4 separate regions of the Mus musculus genome follow, and regions 2, 3 and 4 are each linked to region 1. A link is a contact called in public Hi-C and promoter capture Hi-C data. All regions are on one chromosome and are shown on one strand. Each heading gives the region's core, a stretch centred on a gene start, on an enhancer-like site or on the middle of the called end of the contact. The rest is flanking DNA. Distances are from core to core; before and after follow the strand shown.

Region 1 (4,318 bases), core at 518-3,017:
AGCACAGCAGAGGTCTGACTGCCCAGTTGATGAAGGAATTCTGCAACCATACCAGGTAAACCAGGCCTGTTTCAGGGCTCTTAGCATTAAACTCATTCACATTATTGAAGGCAGATGGAAAAAAGTTCCCTCCTGGCTCAATTTTTAAACAGCCTCCTGCTCTGCCATGATGTCCTTCTGTAGGTCAGTGGTACCACTGGAGGGCAGCGACCTGTCATAATGATCAAGTCAGACCCATGGGCTGGTTACATCACCAGTAACTCAAAAGTAGGAAAAAACCGTCCCACCAAACTTATGTCCGCAGTATGTAATTCAAGACATGAGTCTTCCAGTTGGACATGATGTGCAGTCGCGGAGGTACACTTCATCCTCATAGCATCAAAAGAAAATCTTCAGCTGTTTGAAAACCACCTTGTCCTTTGCCAAACCTTTGCCACTCAGTAGGATGGAAAGACAGGTCTTCTGATGAGCCAAAGGCAAGGCCTTGTCCCCACAAAATGCTGGACCTTTGGAAAACAGGTGATTTGGAACTTCTTGAAGACAAGGGCACAAGGGCTTCCCATCGAATTCAAACGGGAATATTAATATTTTTAGTATTTAAGTCACATACCTGACTTCTATTTGTATCAAAGAGGCCCAATTGGAGGCTTAGAAATCAGAGGAGCAGTCCACCGAAGCTGACTGATCAGGGCCTGACCATCAACACCATCTAAAACTTCGAAGGAGGCCCATGACATCAGGCAGATGCAGAATCTGAGAAACAAATAGAATTGTATAGGCTGGGTACACAGCTGCTCACCTGTGTACCGAGGACAGTTCAGGGTCCTTGCACATCCACATGTATTTTATACAGCTCAAAATACAGCACGACGCCTCTGGACCTTCTTCTGCCCAGGATTTCAGAGCTGGCATGGGAGACCCTTTCAAATGGACCGGGATTCCTAAATTCTCCTCTTTGGGTGTTTTGTTCGTTTTACGCCTTCTCGGTTTTTTTTTTTTTTGTATTTTAATGCTAAGATCTTGAAGGGGGGTAAATGGGACTTTTGTTTGCTTTTCCTTTATTTGTTGATTTAATTTTTTTTCTCTCCAACTTAGCTTATTCCTCCAAAGCCACGGGGACCAGTCTCTATTATTGTCCTGGTCACTGTGTCGCCCTCTCTCAGGTGGTGACTACTGGAATTCCGGAGGTGAACGCTGCAGCTCCGTCTGGGGCCCGTCCCCGGGATCCCCAGGAAGGGAGCAGAGCGGGAGGCGGCACGCGCCTTTGTCCTCCACTGGCTGGATGCCGAAATCCTTCACGCTCCCAGTGTCTGCAAACTCCAGGTAGAAGTAGCCACACTTGACCGCCCGGTGCACCTCAAAGCAGAAGCCCAGGCAGGAATCCTCTATCAGGTCTACATAGATCTCCTGGGCGATGGCCTCCAGCTTGTTAGTATCCAGGTTGGCCAACGAAATCTCCTCCATCTTAACCGGCAAGCGACCGTGCGGAGGGCGCTGGCTTTACTCACGGCACACTCGGGCTCCGCTAGGCCTGCAAGGCCTCTCCGGGCCTCGTCCTCCGGGACGGCAACGGCGACGACGGCGGCGTCCGCGGCGACAGCAACCGCCGCTCCGGAGCCCCAACGCTCGCTCGGCTGCGACGATCACCCAAGTTCGGGATTCTGAGCTGCACCCGAGCCCGGCTCGCCGCGAAAACCGTCTCGGCGCCTCACCCAGCCGTTCGGGCCTCTTCCTCTCGCTGACAGTCTGGGCCCGCCCCCCCACTTCCGCCCGGTGCTGCGCCTGCGCACTGGCTCCGCGCGGAGGCTGGGCTTGGGCTCGGGCTCTGGCGCAGTTCGCTGGCCTGGGAGCACTGTTGGTCTGTGCGAGCCAGTGGCGACAACTGGCATTCCTGCCTGTGTCTTTTTCTCTCTCCCGGTTCATAAAATGTTATCGACGATGCTATGGTATTTTGTTTAGGGCTTTAAACGTTCACTAATGCGTTCACCTGTGTTTCAATGATTTCTTACGTAAAAGGAGGAATAATAATTACTTGTCCAGTTGTGTAATCAATCGAATAATGATTTCAGGCATGTTTATCCACATACGACTGAAAATTTGACGTACAGGATTGGCTTGCAGTAATTTACAGTACTGCCGCAGTTGTCATTTAAATCCACTAGATGATGCAAGGAAACAAATTGCCCTATAGTTTATCTTTGAGGCTTTCTTTGAATGAAAACAACTAGAATCCTGACACTAAAGGCATAATTCAAATATATTGATCAAATAAACCTAAGGCATTTATCTCACTTATAAGACCATTAAGTCAGCGTGACTGTAAAGAAATGATTATATACGTCTCCAAATGTGCTACAAGATAAAAATGATGTGCGCTTAGTTTGGGGGAGGCAAAGAGGAGGGGGAAGACTTTCCTAAAGTTACACTGCTTTCACTGTGAGAACTGGAACCGTCCCACCAAATCCTCTGCAGCCAGCTCCTAACAACTTTTCTCATTTGACTCAAGCAAGTCCTTATTCTGTCACTGATAAAACACACTACTAACCACAATGGATCAGAAGATGCTAGCTAGCTATTCCTAAAAAGATTAGTTGTGAATTCAAACATAAGGAAATCACTGTATTCTTTCTTTACTTTTTTCTTTCTTGTTCATTATTTGATCCTCCTCTGCAACTGCTCTACTTTTGCAATTTATCAGAAAGAACTGTGGCTAAGGAAAAACTCAAATCCTCCTTTATAGCTTTCTTATGCAAGATTTCCAGATTAGAGAAAAGCATAAGATGATCATATTTTCCTCAGTACAGAATTACCTTACACTGATTGATTTAGAGTGCAAACTATTTGTAAACAACTGTATTTTCTAGTTGTCTATTTAATTAATTTAGATCTCACAAATTGGCAGATACAAATCATTTAGCTTATGCTACTTAATTTTTTTCTGCCCAGAGTTCTTTTTTTTTAATTTAAAAAAAGACAGAACTTTAAAAAAATTGGACTTTTGTATAATCTAGATGTTCTAGATTCAAAAAATTAACGTATTGACACATTGTGGGATCTGGACATACAATAAACCATGTAATGTTTAAGAGTACATGTTACTGAATCAGACTGCCTCCTACAGTAGATGCCTATGCGAATCTTGTATTGGGATCTGTTTTCTTGACATTTCAGGAATAGGTGTCATCACATAGTTTTGTAGTGAGACACATAGCAATACGTATAAGAATTTTCACATGGTGCTTGCATGATGTATACAGTGGTACAGACTGCCTAGTTAGATAAAGAAAATATAGTTAGGACTTCAAGCATCTTTGCTTTAAACTCTTTCCTCTTCAAACTAAGTGTAAAACTCTACTTTCCAGGTCTAGTACAAATTCAGAGACATTTGTGAAGTTTAGACTTTTTTCTGCAGGTCTTGGTTTGGGTCTGACTGTCTAGCTTCATGTCTAGCATGCTTTGACATTTGCTGGTGCTAACACATTTATTGCCAAACAAAAGTTCTTATTAACAGACAACTGTCCTTTGTCATTATCGATGTATAATTTGTTCATGCCAGGTCATTGAAAAATCTTTGTTCCCTTAATTTGACAAAACAAATAGGAGATTGTTTTTCTTAATCTTATACTGTGGGAGTTGGAAACTGTCTTGTATTTATCTAATACATTTAGTACAGTTCAATAAAAATTATTTCAAAGTATATGTGCTTTTATGTTCATAGAAATTCAAATAATGATAATTCTATTTACTCTGACTAAACAGTATTGTTTTGAAAATCTGTAGTCTAACTCCCATTTTGTCTTCTATTTGTATCACTAAATTGTCTTAATATGAATTGAAATATACTGGAGATTTCATTTATTTTTCTAAAAAATAAATGAGAAATTTATTGGTGATCTTAATGGAGTGTTGAATGTACTATATTTATTAATATTTAGTTCATTTTCTAAGTGCAATGCAGATAATATGGAGTACTTCATCATAAGTGGCCTTAAAGTATATGCATTAAAATAAGTAGTGCGCCAAAGGAATACCATCATTTTTCAACTATCTTTGACTTTTTTTTCTCCCCCTTAAACAATGTGTGCAATGGGAGAAGCCACTCTTTTAAAGAGGAAAACATTTGCATTCTTATATAAACATATTTATAAACATAGCCATATATTTGATACTTACTTGGCAGGGGAGATAGCATGATCGAGAAGACGTTTTCAGGGTGGGAGCTCATCACTGTACTTGGGATATTTTGGTACCTTTGGCTTCCCCAAATGGGAGAAACCAACAGCATAATTAGTGGTGGTAGGAACTGTGCTTGTGGTCT
Region 2 (4,318 bases), core at 692-3,191, 1.6 Mb before region 1:
GGCTGTCCTGGAACTCATTCTGTAGACCAGGCTGGCCTTGAACTCAGAAATCCGCCTGCCTCTGCCTCCCGAGTGCTGGGATTAAAGGTGTGTGCCACCACACCCGGCTAATATTGATAATCTTTATTTGAAAAAATGTCATGAACCATTTGAATGATGAGCCACAGAACCTCAGTTGAATTTATTTCCACTTTTGGCATGTTAAATATAGATTTAATTTTAAGTACTTCAGTTAATGGGTTTATAAAGTCAAGCACTAGCATTGGTCAGTTTTGTATGATAGGATGTAAGTGTGTTCTCACCTGCAGTGTAAATACAGCACACTGTAGAATTCTCTTAAGGTGCATAGTAAATGTATAGATAGTCACAGGCGGTTTTGTAATGTATACATTTCTAATCTATTATTCCTAACCTGTCATGTTTGCAGAGAGAAAAGAATTTTTCTAATGATCTGTAAAATTATGTTAACTTCTACAAGTAGGTATTCTAAATAAACTTTTTTAAAAGAGCAATCTGTGATCCAGTGACTCTTGATATAATGTATTAATGCATAATGTACTAAATTAATCCTCTTATTTTTTATTGTGTGTGTGAAAAAGATGGGTACAGGCTTGACAGGAATTTTGACAATCTCTAATATATGTTTTACTTGATACTTTATATTCTTTTAAAATAAGTGGAGTTTATACATATTTTATACATTAAAGATGAGGCTCAGCATATCTAAATGACCCCAAAAACTACACAGTAAGAATAAAGGCGGTCTGTCTTTCTCAGGTAAAAGCCTCCTGAATCACGACTACACAGTGCACTTGATTGTACTGTTTAAATGTTTGAAATATCCCACTATTTCAGTCTAAAGATAATGTCCAGTGATGAATGCAACCAAGAAAAAACACTGAAGCAGTATCATTAGACACTGAAATGCTGTTCTCCTCCCGGTCGTTTACTACTGAGTTATTGAGGAAACCTCAGGAAGGCTTTACTCATGATTTTGTCTTCCTTTCACCTCATTCTAACTTGTCCCTCAGAATCCTCTTGCCCGTGTGGGGTAAGGACACTGCTGTCAGTGTTAAACGTCATTGAATATCTATCTACAAGATCACTTTCCTGCTAACATTGACAGCTTTGTTCTGCATTCATTTCTTGTGGGTATGACAGCCTGGGTAATGATCCACCATGAGAATTTTGTGAGTAAATGACAAATACTTGGCTGTACTTCGAGTTAGAAACAGTACAAAAACTAACTTATCCACCTCGGAACTTTAAAGGTTTTTTTGGTTTTGTTTGTTTTGTTTTGTTTTACCAACTTGTTTGTTTTAAATGAGGAAAGCAGAGACAGATGGTCTCTGGCTGAAAGAAGCCCTTTAGCTATGAATCCAGCGCTCGTGCGCTCCCTAAAGCCTTTGTGTTTTACTGGGTGAAACATTTCTGCTTTGGGATGGTATACAGTACAAATGACAAATACAATTGATCATCGATGTGAATAAAAGGCAAACATCTACTTCTGCTCAAGTGGTTTAACTAGGTGGGGTTTCGTCCATACCTGAACACACACAAGGTAGCACACCCCAGCGGAAGCCACGAGCCTAGAAATGGCTATGCCCAAGCTCTCTCCGCCTGCCCTGCATTCTAAAACCGTTTGCTTGAAGGCAAGGAGAGCAAACTACACGGCAGGGGCACTAGAGAAGTAAGCTCGAGATGGGGCGGTAATCACGCCCCCGAGCCCGAGCCCTTCCCTGCAGAGACCTAGCGGTTGCAGTGGCCAGGGAGGCCCGCGGGACGTGAACCAGGAAAGTAAGGACGTCCCAGGACCACTCGAGTCTCCGCCCACCGCTGGCGGGGCTCCACCCCACCGAGGGGCATAGAGCTCTTCCGCCAATCGATGCCAAAGCTACTGCTCTTCCGCCGTTTTCCCCGCCTCTTCCGTTTCCGCCCTTCTGCGGGCCTGACCTAACGGAAGCGTTACCCGTGGTTCCTTACCCATGGCGTCCCAGGGGTCGGTGACGGCGGCTTTGCGGGTGGCCGAGGTGCTGGAGAGCATCGCGAACCGCTGCGTGGGGCCCGAGGGCGGCCAAGTGTTGTGTACGAAGCCCACCGGCGAGGTGCTGCTTAGCAGGGATGGAGGCTGCCTCCTGGAGGCGCTGCACTTAGAGCATCCCTTAGCCAGGTACCTCACTTCTCCTGCCCTCCACTAGGCGCGCATCTCCCTCAATCTCCCATCCCATCCTGAGGCCGTGGACCTGGATAAAACCAGTGTAGACATCAGAGAGCTGCCCAAACTACTAGTCCCGAGCCCCAAACCTCATCACGTGCACAGAACACTTCTTACTCTTTCCCCATCCCTGAATGAAGTAGTTAAAGGAAAAGTAAAGCAAAGCCTATATGTCAAAAGGACAATCTGTGTGCCTTATAGCTATGAAAATGTGGATTTAACCCAGAAAATCTGAGTTATTTTTTTCCCTTCCTATACAGGATGATAGTGGCGTGTGTTTCCAGTCACCTTAAAAAGACAGGAGATGGTGCTAAGACATTTATTATTTTTCTTTGCCATTTACTCAGAGGACTTCATGCAATCGGAGAAAAAGGAAAAGATTCATTCACTTCTGAAAATATTCAGAGCCATGAAAGGCATTGGAAAAACTGTTGTCAGTGGAAATCTATTTCCCAGGCTCTGCAAACGTTTCAGACACAAACCCTAGGTTGTATTGTAGACCGGAGTTTAAGCAGGCACTACCTGTCTGTCTTTTCTTCATCCACTGAAGGAAGAAAACTGTGCAGGCACTCGCTAGAGTTGCTCCTGGAAGCATACTTTTGTGGAAGAGTGGGAAGAAACAATCACAGATTCATTTCACAGTTGATGTGTGACTACGTTTTCAAGTGTATGGCTTGTGAAAGTGGGGTTGAAGTATTTGAGTTGTTGGATCACTGTTTTGCAGAGTTGAATGTTGGCGTGACAGGCCTTCCTGTTTCAGATTCTAGAATCATAGATGGCCTTGTGCTTCCCAGGGACTTTTCTATGTACTGCCCAGCAGATGGTGACATTAGGATGGTGATAGTAACAGAAATCCTCCAGCCTCAGTTTTCATCGGCTGGCTCGGAGTTTGTTCTCAATTCAGAAACACAGTTTCAGGCATCTCAGTGCTGGATCACGGACAGGACAAAAACAGTAATGAACCACTTGCGTGGTCAGAATGTAAAACTGCTCCTGACCAGTGTGAAGCAACCAGACCTGGTTATTTACTGTGCAAGACTTAATAGCATATCAGTGGTGGAGTGTTTATCAGCCGAAGAAGTTTCCCTTGTCCAGAGGATCACTGGTCTTTCTCCTTGTGTCCTACCAGAGGTTGCTTCACAGTGTGAAATTTCTGATAGTACTTTGGTGAAGTTTTGCAAGCCCCTCATCCTTAGATCCAAGAGGTATGTTCATCTCGGCTTGATTAGCACATGTGCATTTATACCTCACTCTATGGTCCTCTGTGGACCGGTTCTGGGTCTTGTTGAACAGCATGAGAGAGCTTTTCACGGAGCATTTAAGATGCTTCGGCAGCTATTTACTGACCTTGATCTAAATTACATCATACAAACCAAACAGCAATGTAACCCAAGTCCTCTTGCTTATGACAATAGCAGAGAGCGTAATCACTCACCAGAAACTGATAAGTATCAGGACATAGTAGCAAAGAGCAAAAATAAATTGGAAACTCAAACACATTTAGAAGTATATTCAGGTTTGGGGGCTTCAGATACAGAATTGAGAGCAGGTAAGCCGTGGTCAGCACACAAGAAGACACCAATAGCTCCATCCCAAACAGATGAAATGCTGAAGTGCTTGCCTCCAGAAAGAAGCGGGATAATTGATAACTGTGACCTGTCAATTGAGAATCATTCCACTGGAAATCCTACAGCAGAAGACACTGGAACAGAAATTTCTTTCGAACACTTACAGGTCTCAGATAATGCCGGAAAGGGTTACACGCTGCCAGTGATGCGCAAGTCACTAGATACCTGTACTTGTCAGGGTTATTGTTCATCCACTGTGCCAGCAGGCTGTGTGCTGCCAGTGGGTGGAAGTTTTGAGATTTTGATGAGTTACTACCTTCTCAGCTATGCCAAACAATGCCGACAATCAGATGAAACTGTCATCAGTATGTTAATAGCTGATGCTCTTCTAGGCATCCCTAAAATCCTTTATAAGCCTAAGAAGGGAAAGGACAGTTTCCCACACATATACATGCGGTCTCTCCATGCACTGCAAGCCAGTCAACCCATGGTAAGTGGTCAATCAGGGTTCGAGTCAGTAGCTGGTAAGTACCAA
Region 3 (4,318 bases), core at 836-3,335, 1.5 Mb before region 1:
TGCCTAATTGAGAGAACGTTAGGAAGGAAGGATTTGCCGTGGCTCAGAGTTGGAGGGTGCAATCTGTCTTTCCCATCGGGGACAACATGGTGACACTCACCACATTGCATCTAATCAAGAGCTAAAAGGCAGTTCATGTTGGTGTTCCGCTTGCGTTCTCTTTCCTATTCAGTTCAAGACAGCCCATGCATGGATGTCACCAACCCAAAAGAGGAACTTCCCACTTCAACGAGCACAAGTTAGAGACGCCCTCACAGACACACCCAGGTTTTTCTCCTAGGTGCTGCTGTATTGATATTGGCTGCCACACAACTCATTTCATGATGGAGGCCTGGGCTTGACATTTTTTTTTCCGAAACGTGAATTCCATGACTTGGCAAAAGGAGGTGATCATTTGAACAGTTCTGGATTCGATCCTAGATTTCCCATGTGACCTTGAACAACTTGACTAATGCTAATTACAGACATTTTAAAGTTTCAGGGAAACTAATAGATGTCCCAGGATCTTTCCTTTAAAAACAAACAAACCAATAAGCAAGCCCCCAAAAAACCTTTGACAAGTCCAAAAGCTTTGCTTAGCTTTAAGATAGGGTCTCACTACGTAGCCAGGCTGCAGTAGAGTTGAAAATCCTCCTGTCTTTATCTCCAGAGTTCTGGCTTAACTGGTGTGTGACACCACACTCCACTTTCCCCCAGAGACCTTTGTGTGCATTCCAGATACTGATAGTTATCTTGTTGGAAATTAACAGTGATTTTTTTTTTTTTTCTGCTACAGGGCCTTAAATATTCCGCGCTGACCTGGAACTCTCTATGACCCTAAATTCCTTATCCCTGTGCCTCTATCTCTGCAGGGGTGCAACTCCAGAAATGAAGCCATGTGTGGGCTATGTGATGCTGTGGTTTGAACCTGGGGCCTTCATGCATCTTAGGCAGGCACTCTTACCAAATGAGCTACATCCAAAGGACTCAAAGAGTAGTTATTCTTTCACTAAAATACTAGCACATAGCCTTTTGTATGCACATACTACTTTTTGCCAAGTTCTTCCATGCCTGATTTCACAACAGATAACCAGATTCTCCTGTCTGTCTGTTTGTATTTCCAATGTTGCCCTATCTCACGACTTGTAGTGTCTGGAAGACTCCAGTGAAGGCTTGTGGGAGGATGGGAATGTAAAATGTAGACAGTGCCTTAGTATTATAGACAGATTAACCTCCCACCATAAAGACCACACTTGGAGCACAGCTGTTTGATTTGACGATCTCAAATTGTGGCACATAGCCACTCTCTGAAAGATTTAAAATCTGATACCTGCAGGGCCTCACTGTGGCCCTACCTAAAAAACAAAACCCCAAAGCACCAAACATAGTTAACAGAACAGGTGATTTGTAGTCAACTGAAAAATAGCTGCAAGATTTCATGAGCTTAAGGGTTGATTTACTTTTTCAGGAAGATGAAAAATTGGTATGCTGATTATTTTCATTATAAAGCAGTAATACGCAAAAATACGCTCTTTACTTCCATCAAATGAACTAAAGCAGAGATGAAGGGTTGTGTATCAGGTAAACGTGATGTGGAACACCCTAAAAGGCGTAGAGGCGCCCCGAGTTAGAAGCAAAACCAGCCGAAGACGCTGCCGCGGTGGTCACAAGAAAAGAGTTGTTAGTTCTCAGCTAGAGTGGGAAAATGGTTTCAGAGGAGAAGGGGGTGGGGAGAGGGGAGAGGCGTGCTGGGATTAGGTCTGGATGCGGATGGGAATCCTAGCCAGGATACTGCAAGCCTGCCACTAGGCTGTGTCCCTAACCCAGGCGGGCAAGGAGAACCAGGAGCGGGACCTATGGGTCGTCGCTGTGGGATTGGGATTTCCATCGCAGCGTAGAAGGGAGAAGAGATGGCGAGCACAAGACCGCCACAGGCGGGAAGCCTAAGGTGCCGGGGAAGAAGGACGGCTCTGTAACCAGGCAACAAGGCCCAGGCCCGCCTCCCGCTCCCGTTGCTACGCAACGCCGAGGCCAGGGGGAGGGCGTCGGAGCAGCCCTACGTGCTGACGCTAATTGTATATGAGCGCGAGCGGCGGGCTCTCGGGTCTTTTTTAGCGCCATCTGCTCGCGGCGCCGCCTCCTGCTCCTCCCGCCGCCGCCGCTGCCGCCGCCCTGAGTCACTGCCTGCGCAGCTCCCGCCGCCCGGCTCCGCGTCCGAGCCTCCTGGAACGGTAACGGCTGGGGGCCGGGAGGGCCGGGTGGCGGGGGCCTGCGAGGTGTCGGGCTGAGGCCGCGGGGTGAGCGCTCCGGAGCGGCCATGCGGCCTGAGGGACCCCGGGGAGCGCCGGCGGCTGCGGGGCGCGCGGGACGGCGAGGCCGCGGGAGAGCGGAGGAGGAGGAGGAGGCCACGCCGCGGGGCGCCCTGGGTCGCCCGGCCGCCTCTGCCTCGGTGGAGCCCACCGCGAGGGCAACCCCGGCGAGGCGGGCCGCGGGGATGGGGGACATGGAAGGAACGGTGGCCGCGCGAGTTCCGCCCGCAGGGAGGGGCTGTGCAGGCCGCGCGGCCTCGGCGCGCAGGAGCCGGGGCACGTGGGGACCGCGCCGCGGGCGGCCGGAGACCCCTGCCGGGGCCCACCCGACACCTCCGTCGGAGTTGGAGGAGGAGGAGGGGTCGCCACGAGTACCAGTCCCGCCACGGTCTCACCGGCTCCCTGGGTCTTCCTGGAGGGAACTGTGCTAGCGGATGGGAGGATGGAGGGGCGAGCAGCCTCCACCGCCAGGGTTATAAGGGGTTAACACGTGCAAAGCGTTCAGCCTAGCTATTTTTTTTTTTTTTTTTTTTTAACAAAAGATCTTGTTTTGTGTCTCACAGGTACAGTTAGAACTTCGATGGGTAACGTGGCCGGGGTATATTTGTGTGGAGAGACTTAATCCTAGTCTCCTTAAACCTCCAGATGGTTCTGAGACGAAAACTAAGAAGGGCTGGCTTGTTGGGGGTGGGGAGTGGGGTTCGAGTTTAATAGACCAACAGCGTGGTTCTTCCCTTCAGGCAGCACCCCCTCCCTCCCCCCAGAATTCTCACTAGGGATGAAGTGGAAGGACCATGGGGTGGAACAAGGCATTAATAATATACTGACCAAGCTCAGTGCGCCACATTTCTGTAAAGATCTCAGGAGTGGCATCGGAGGGAGGGCGGAGACAGGTCCTGTCCAGAGGGCAGGGCTTCCCAGACTAAAAGGATGCACCAGGCATACAGGCTATCTTCCAGGGCTAACTACTTCAGACTGTCTCCTGTCTCTAAATTCCAAAATGAGAAACGTTTTAAAGACTTTCCCAACACCTCTAATTTCAGGAGAGCCAACATAAAGTTTACCACTTTTGAAAATAGACGCCATCAAAACACCTTCCCAAACTTAATATCCAAAGAATACTTTGGATTAGAGGAGTGCCTAAAATTTACATTTTTTTGTTTTTTGATTTTTTTGGGGGGGGCGGGATGGGGTGGGGGTGGTGGTTTCCAGACAGGGTTTTTCTGTGTAGCCCTGGCTGTCCTAGAACTCATTCTGTACACCAAACTGGCCTGGAACTCAGAAACCCACCTGCCTCTGCCTCCCAAGTGCTGGGATTAAAGGCGTGCACCTTTAATTTTAAAACTACCAGTAAATGGGAGGTTTCAGTGGTCTTGGAATTCTTATCTTCAGACTTGTTTATGGTTGAAGTGTCTATCCCAGATTTAAACTGTACAACTACTTTAAGTCTGGATTGGAGGGATTTAATCTAGCAGTAGTGGGGACTTAGACATCTGTCATCAAATCTTGACTTAATAGATGTTCTTCTGATGTCAGCATTTAGATTATTAAATAGAAGTTAAAACATATCAAGAAAAGTTTTGTCAGGTTTATCTGTTGCAAAAATACCTGTTCTTTTGTTTTTGGTCTTTGGCCCTATAATTGACAATTTAATACTGATTGTGGCACCTGACTTGCCCTTTCACGAGATTAAAAACAACACTCTTGGCAGAGCCAGTGTGTCTAAAATTCTATAGTTAATTTCCTTATTTGCTTGCTTGTATTGGCTTTAGGTGACATAGGCCAATAAAAGAAAGGGGCTAAATAAGATCTGATAATGTCAAAATACATTATTTTGTTCAGTTTTCAAAGGATTAAAGATGCCTAGAGAAATTCTGACCTGTATCTCATACCATGAGCACATAAGTGATTGATTTGCCTGGGTATGAAGTGCTAAGCTGAGAGGACTGGGAAGAAAGTTGGAAAACCTTAAGGTCATTATGGTGTCTGCTTTACAGAAAACCGCCTGTTAGAATTGTAACTTGACTCAG
Region 4 (4,318 bases), core at 1,358-3,857, 1.4 Mb before region 1:
ATATGGTAATTAGGGAATAATATGAGTCAAGTTTAGTGCGTGCTGTAGTACGTTTTAAAGATACACCAAGTGCAGATAGGGTTTGCTGGCTAGGTACTGAGAGGAAAGAATGGTGAAAGGCACGTGTTCTCAACGCATTTGCAATCTTTATGACCCATGTGTTGAAGTAGTTAAAAAAAAAAAAAAACCTTGATGACACAGGAAACTGGGAAGCGAGGTCTGGGATTACGGCAGAACACAGCTTGTGCACGGAGCTGGTCTGTTGCCCACACCCGACCTTGCTTCCCTCCCTCCCGCCCTCTGAGCTGTCTAGGCCCCTTGTCCATCAGAGTGCAGGGTGCTGGTGATGAATGCATTCGTTCTCTGCTTGCCATGTAGGTGGTGTATTTAGAGTCCTCAGTGGGTGTGTCCTGAGTAGACATTTTCATGAAATTGGGTCCTAAGGCTTGGAGCTCTAGTGTCTAAACCAGTTCATCCCAGAAGACCTTTTGTATGTTTACTGATTCCTAGTTACATGGTAACTAGAGTTTTCTTTTCAGGGTCCTTTTAAGTAAAATATCCCATTTTCCGTGATCAGTTCTTAAAGTCAAAGGCGCGTTTATAAGAGCTACTGAGTATCAGGCGTTTATAAGAGCTACTGAGTATCTAGCTTGGGGAATCTGCTTCACTCTTTGGCAATAAGTACTTGGCTATGCCAGGAAGGTGGAAAACAGAACACCTTAAAAACAAGTTGAATGAACCATTAATTATGTAAAGGAAAACATTTTTAATGTTTCCTGCATTTTCTGACGATTTATCTTTTGAGGATTTTGTTTGTTTGTTTGTTTTCTTTAGGAAAAAGTCTCTCTAGCCAGTTAAGTGAGGTGGCAGTTGAAATAAACAGAGCAGAGTTTCAGGCTACAAAATTCTGAAACTTAAATTTCCAATAATGGAACTTATTGTGGTCAATGTACACATAGCTTACCACAGAAATACTAATTGTGAAACAGCCAGAGGGAATCAGGGAATTTTAAAGTCTTTAGTCAGAATGAAGTGAACACGTTGGAAATCTATGATGACTGGGCATTTGCAACTGTTTTAGGAAAAATAGTGCCTGGTAAACTGGGCTACAGTTCACAGTTCAGTGCTTTTCCAAATGGGATACCTTTCTCAACTATGCCTCTCTGTGTTGGCTACAAACCTCTACCTGGCTTTAGGGACTCTGGATACTATAAATGCACTTTCCAGATAACAAGAGAATGCTGTTCTGCTGAAAAAAGACAGCTGGTAGTATAGGAACTCTGGAGTGCTGACCTGTTCTACAGAGGTGGGGGAAAGAAATTAAGGTGGTTAGTAATCAGAATTACAAGTCTATTCTTGGTATACACAAAGATAATGCTTATGCATGATCACATTAGAAATCTTTACATTTGTTTTTTTGGGGGGGGGGGGGAATGGGGAACAAAAACGAAAGGCTGTAAAATGAGTCCAAATGTAAGACTCAGAATTGTTTTTTTTGAACTGGTCCATTTGATCAGAACCTTGGGTGAAGGTCCAAGAACTCTGTTTTCGAGAAGACATTTCTGTTAGCTCTCAGATTAAGTTCGAGTTTCATAGCACGACACACGAAAGACTTTGAATAGTTCATCCTCGACATTCTCTTCGATTGGATTCCTGATTCTTCCTGGCGGTGTGGCAGCAGCCCTTGTCTGACCAACAGCCTGTTTTGTCCTATCTCCTTATGGTGAGAGGAGGCTTAGAGGTTATTTTCCCAAACTGGAGACTAGATCTGTGCTTTATAGTCTACCTTATCAGGAAAGGTTTAAAGGCAAGACGGAGACTAGGACTTTCCAGAGTCAGATTCCCACAGGTGTTTGTAGGACATTCGCCAAGGCTTGTGTGTATGACCTCCCAATGCTGGACATCTGCCTACCCTGCTACTGCTGTGGACTGCAAGGTCTGATCTAGAAGGAAACCCGAGGGCCTAGAGAGATGGCACTCCTCGCAGAGGTTCAATTCCCAGAACCTGTTCTAGGGATCTGCTGATTTCTGACCTGCGTTCTCATACAATACGTACTACACACACACAAGCAAAACATACACTCACAAAAACAAAAACCGCTTGGTGAGTCTGGCTATTTTGCCTGTGTTCTGTGGCAGGAAAGGAAGTCAAGAATGTATACCTGGAGTGAGTCCACCCTTATTTCCCTGTCACTACAAACTGGTAGCTTTATTGTTTTGCCTTAGCTAATTGCCCCCAGGAACAACTATTTATTTAATGGCTGAACAACACCAACAACAAAAAAGCTCGAAGCACTCTTGGGTTTTGTTCCCTGAGATGTTTACATAGCTATGGGGGGGGGGGGGGTAATGCCCGCTATGGAACTTCGTCCCCTAAGTTTTATGCCCTTGTCTGGAGTCGGCTCCGCGTTGACCCCAGGGGTGGCTCCCCAGGCCTGCCTGGATCTGCTACCCACCCCCGCAGCGGAGAGCCCACCTGCTAAGGAAGGGCCGGTCCGTGGGGGGATGGTTTTTCGGCGCCCTCTGGGCGTCGGCAGTCGCCGCCCGGCAGCCGCGGCGACCTCAGCGACCGCGTGGAGCCTCCAGGAGTTTCCAGAACCTGCTTCCAGGCGGCGCGGGCGGCCGTGGGCGGTGGGGCGGGGCGGGGGCGGAGCCGGCGGCGGGGCTGGGGCGGAGCCGGCGGCGGGGGGCGTGTCCGCGGCGGGCTCTGGGAAGGCCCCAAGTTAATGAGGCGTACGCCGGCTGCCGAGCGCCTCTCGGAGCTGGGTTTTCCCCCGCGGCGCGGGCGCCAGGAGCCGCCTTTTCCGCTGGGTGTCACTCGGGGGTGGGGAGGGTGGCCCATTGAAAAGCGCCGCGAGGGGCCCCGGCCAGTGCCCTTCAGTGAGCGCTCGCCGGAGGACGGCAGAGAGCAGCCCGCTCACGGCTCCGGGATCTTGTGGCGAGTCAGGACGCGCCTGTCCCTCTGCCGGGACCCCGAGCCACCGCCGCCGCCGCCACCGCTCTGTCTCCTGCGAGTCAGCCTTCTCTGCGCGCTCCGGGCGGGCGGCCGCGGAAGCCGCTGGGGCGAGGACGGCGCAGGGCTGCTACTGCTACCCCCAGCCGGAGCGTCTGGAAGCCTGAAGGCCGAGCGGAGCAGCAGCACCCCTTATGCCGGAAGGATGCTGGAGAACAGCGGCTGCAAGGCGCTGAAGGAAGGAGTGCTGGAAAAGCGAAGCGACGGGCTGCTGCAGCTCTGGAAGAAAAAGTGCTGCATCCTCACCGAGGAAGGGCTACTGCTCATACCGCCCAAGCAGCTACAACAGCAGCAGCAGCAGCAACAGCCCGGGCAGGGGACGGCCGAACCGTCCCAACCTAGTGGCCCCACCGTCGCCAGCCTTGAGCCACCAGTCAAGCTGAAGGAATTGCACTTTTCCAATATGAAGACTGTAGACTGCGTGGAGCGCAAGGGCAAGTACATGTACTTCACTGTGGTGATGACGGAGGGCAAAGAGATCGACTTTCGGTGCCCCCAGGACCAGGGCTGGAACGCCGAGATCACGTTGCAGATGGTGCAGTACAAAAATCGCCAGGCCATACTGGCGGTCAAGTCTACCAGGCAGAAGCAGCAGCACCTGGTCCAGCAGCAGCCTCCGCAGACGCAGCAGATCCAACCCCAGCCCCAGCCGCAGATCCAACCCCAGCCCCAGCCGCAGATCCAGCCTCAACCCCAACCCCAGCCCCAACCTCAGCCCCAACCTCAGCCCCAACCCCAACCCCAACAGCTCCACTCCTACCCGCATCCGCATCCTCATCCTTACTCTCACCCGCACCAGCACCCACACCCGCACCCGCACCCGCACCCTCACCCTCACCCTCACCCGTACCAACTCCAGCACGCGCACCAGCCTCTTCACTCGCAGCCGCAGGGTCACCGGCTTCTCCGCAGCACCTCCAACTCTGCCTGAAGAGGGCGGCACCCGGGCCACTCAAGGTAAGGTCCTGGCAACCTGGGACACCTAGAAACGTGCCAGCATGGCTGTTGGGAAGAGTAGGAAGCTTGTTGACCGATTTCGCTCCCGAAGCAAAGTTTAAAAAAAAAAATCGTTTCAAGTTTCTGGAGAGGTGGAAAGAAGATGGGCAAGCCGGAGCTTGTAGAGGCAGGGCGGGGAGAGAAGAGCCGGAGGAATTCCGCCAGGGAGCAGGGCACGGGGACCACCTACCCACCACCGTGGTGATCACTCTTGTTCAGTGCCATCCTCCTTTGGGCTGCTTTATTGTGTGCCTCCGCACCAACGTAAAGACCTTGGTGTCCTTCTGGGCACTCGGTCCTTTGTACTGG

The links. Promoter capture Hi-C pulls out the DNA fragments that hold promoters and counts their contacts. Hi-C and Micro-C count contacts between places; a contact is called where the count stands out from the background.
Region 2: a Hi-C map of uterus shows a contact between it and region 1, with 10 times the contacts expected there. The contact joins the promoter of Bbs10 here to the promoter of Atxn7l3b in region 1. A contact is called at or near these places in 1 of 484 Hi-C or Micro-C datasets (uterus) and 1 of 115 datasets of contacts at active chromatin or transcription factors (astrocytes).
Region 3: a promoter capture Hi-C map of liver shows a contact between it and region 1, with 2.5 times the contacts expected there. The contact joins the promoter of Nap1l1 here to the promoter of Atxn7l3b in region 1. A contact is called at or near these places in 2 of 39 promoter capture datasets (liver and pre-B cells), 1 of 484 Hi-C or Micro-C datasets (CD4 T cells), 1 of 115 datasets of contacts at active chromatin or transcription factors (astrocytes) and 1 of 9 other capture datasets (liver).
Region 4: a promoter capture Hi-C map of pre-B cells shows a contact between it and region 1, with 2.7 times the contacts expected there. The contact joins the promoter of Phlda1 here to the promoter of Atxn7l3b in region 1. A contact is called at or near these places in 2 of 39 promoter capture datasets (liver and pre-B cells), 1 of 115 datasets of contacts at active chromatin or transcription factors (microglia) and 1 of 9 other capture datasets (liver).

The regions. Positions count from the first base shown.
Region 1 is chr10:112,927,259-112,931,576 of GRCm38.p6, forward strand. Atxn7l3b (ataxin 7-like 3B) reads right to left here and starts at 1,768. Exons shown (of 1, transcript NM_001033474.2): 1 at 1-1,768. The coding sequence starts at 1,464. The coding sequence ends at 1,171. It overlaps Gm22507 (a small nuclear RNA gene), which reads left to right and starts at 4,166; the gene lies at 4,166-4,318.
Region 2 is chr10:111,296,738-111,301,055 of GRCm38.p6, forward strand. It overlaps Bbs10 (Bardet-Biedl syndrome 10 (human)), which reads left to right and starts at 1,942. Exons shown (of 2, transcript NM_027914.1): 1 at 1,942-2,170; 2 at 2,476-4,318. The coding sequence starts at 1,986. It overlaps Osbpl8 (oxysterol binding protein-like 8), which reads left to right. Exons shown (of 24, transcript NM_175489.3): 24 at 1-510.
Region 3 is chr10:111,471,142-111,475,459 of GRCm38.p6, forward strand. Nap1l1 (nucleosome assembly protein 1-like 1) reads left to right here and starts at 2,086. Exons shown (of 16, transcript NM_015781.5): 1 at 2,086-2,210.
Region 4 is chr10:111,503,679-111,507,996 of GRCm38.p6, forward strand. Phlda1 (pleckstrin homology like domain, family A, member 1) reads left to right here and starts at 2,608. Exons shown (of 2, transcript NM_009344.3): 1 at 2,608-3,970. The coding sequence starts at 2,727. The coding sequence ends at 3,944.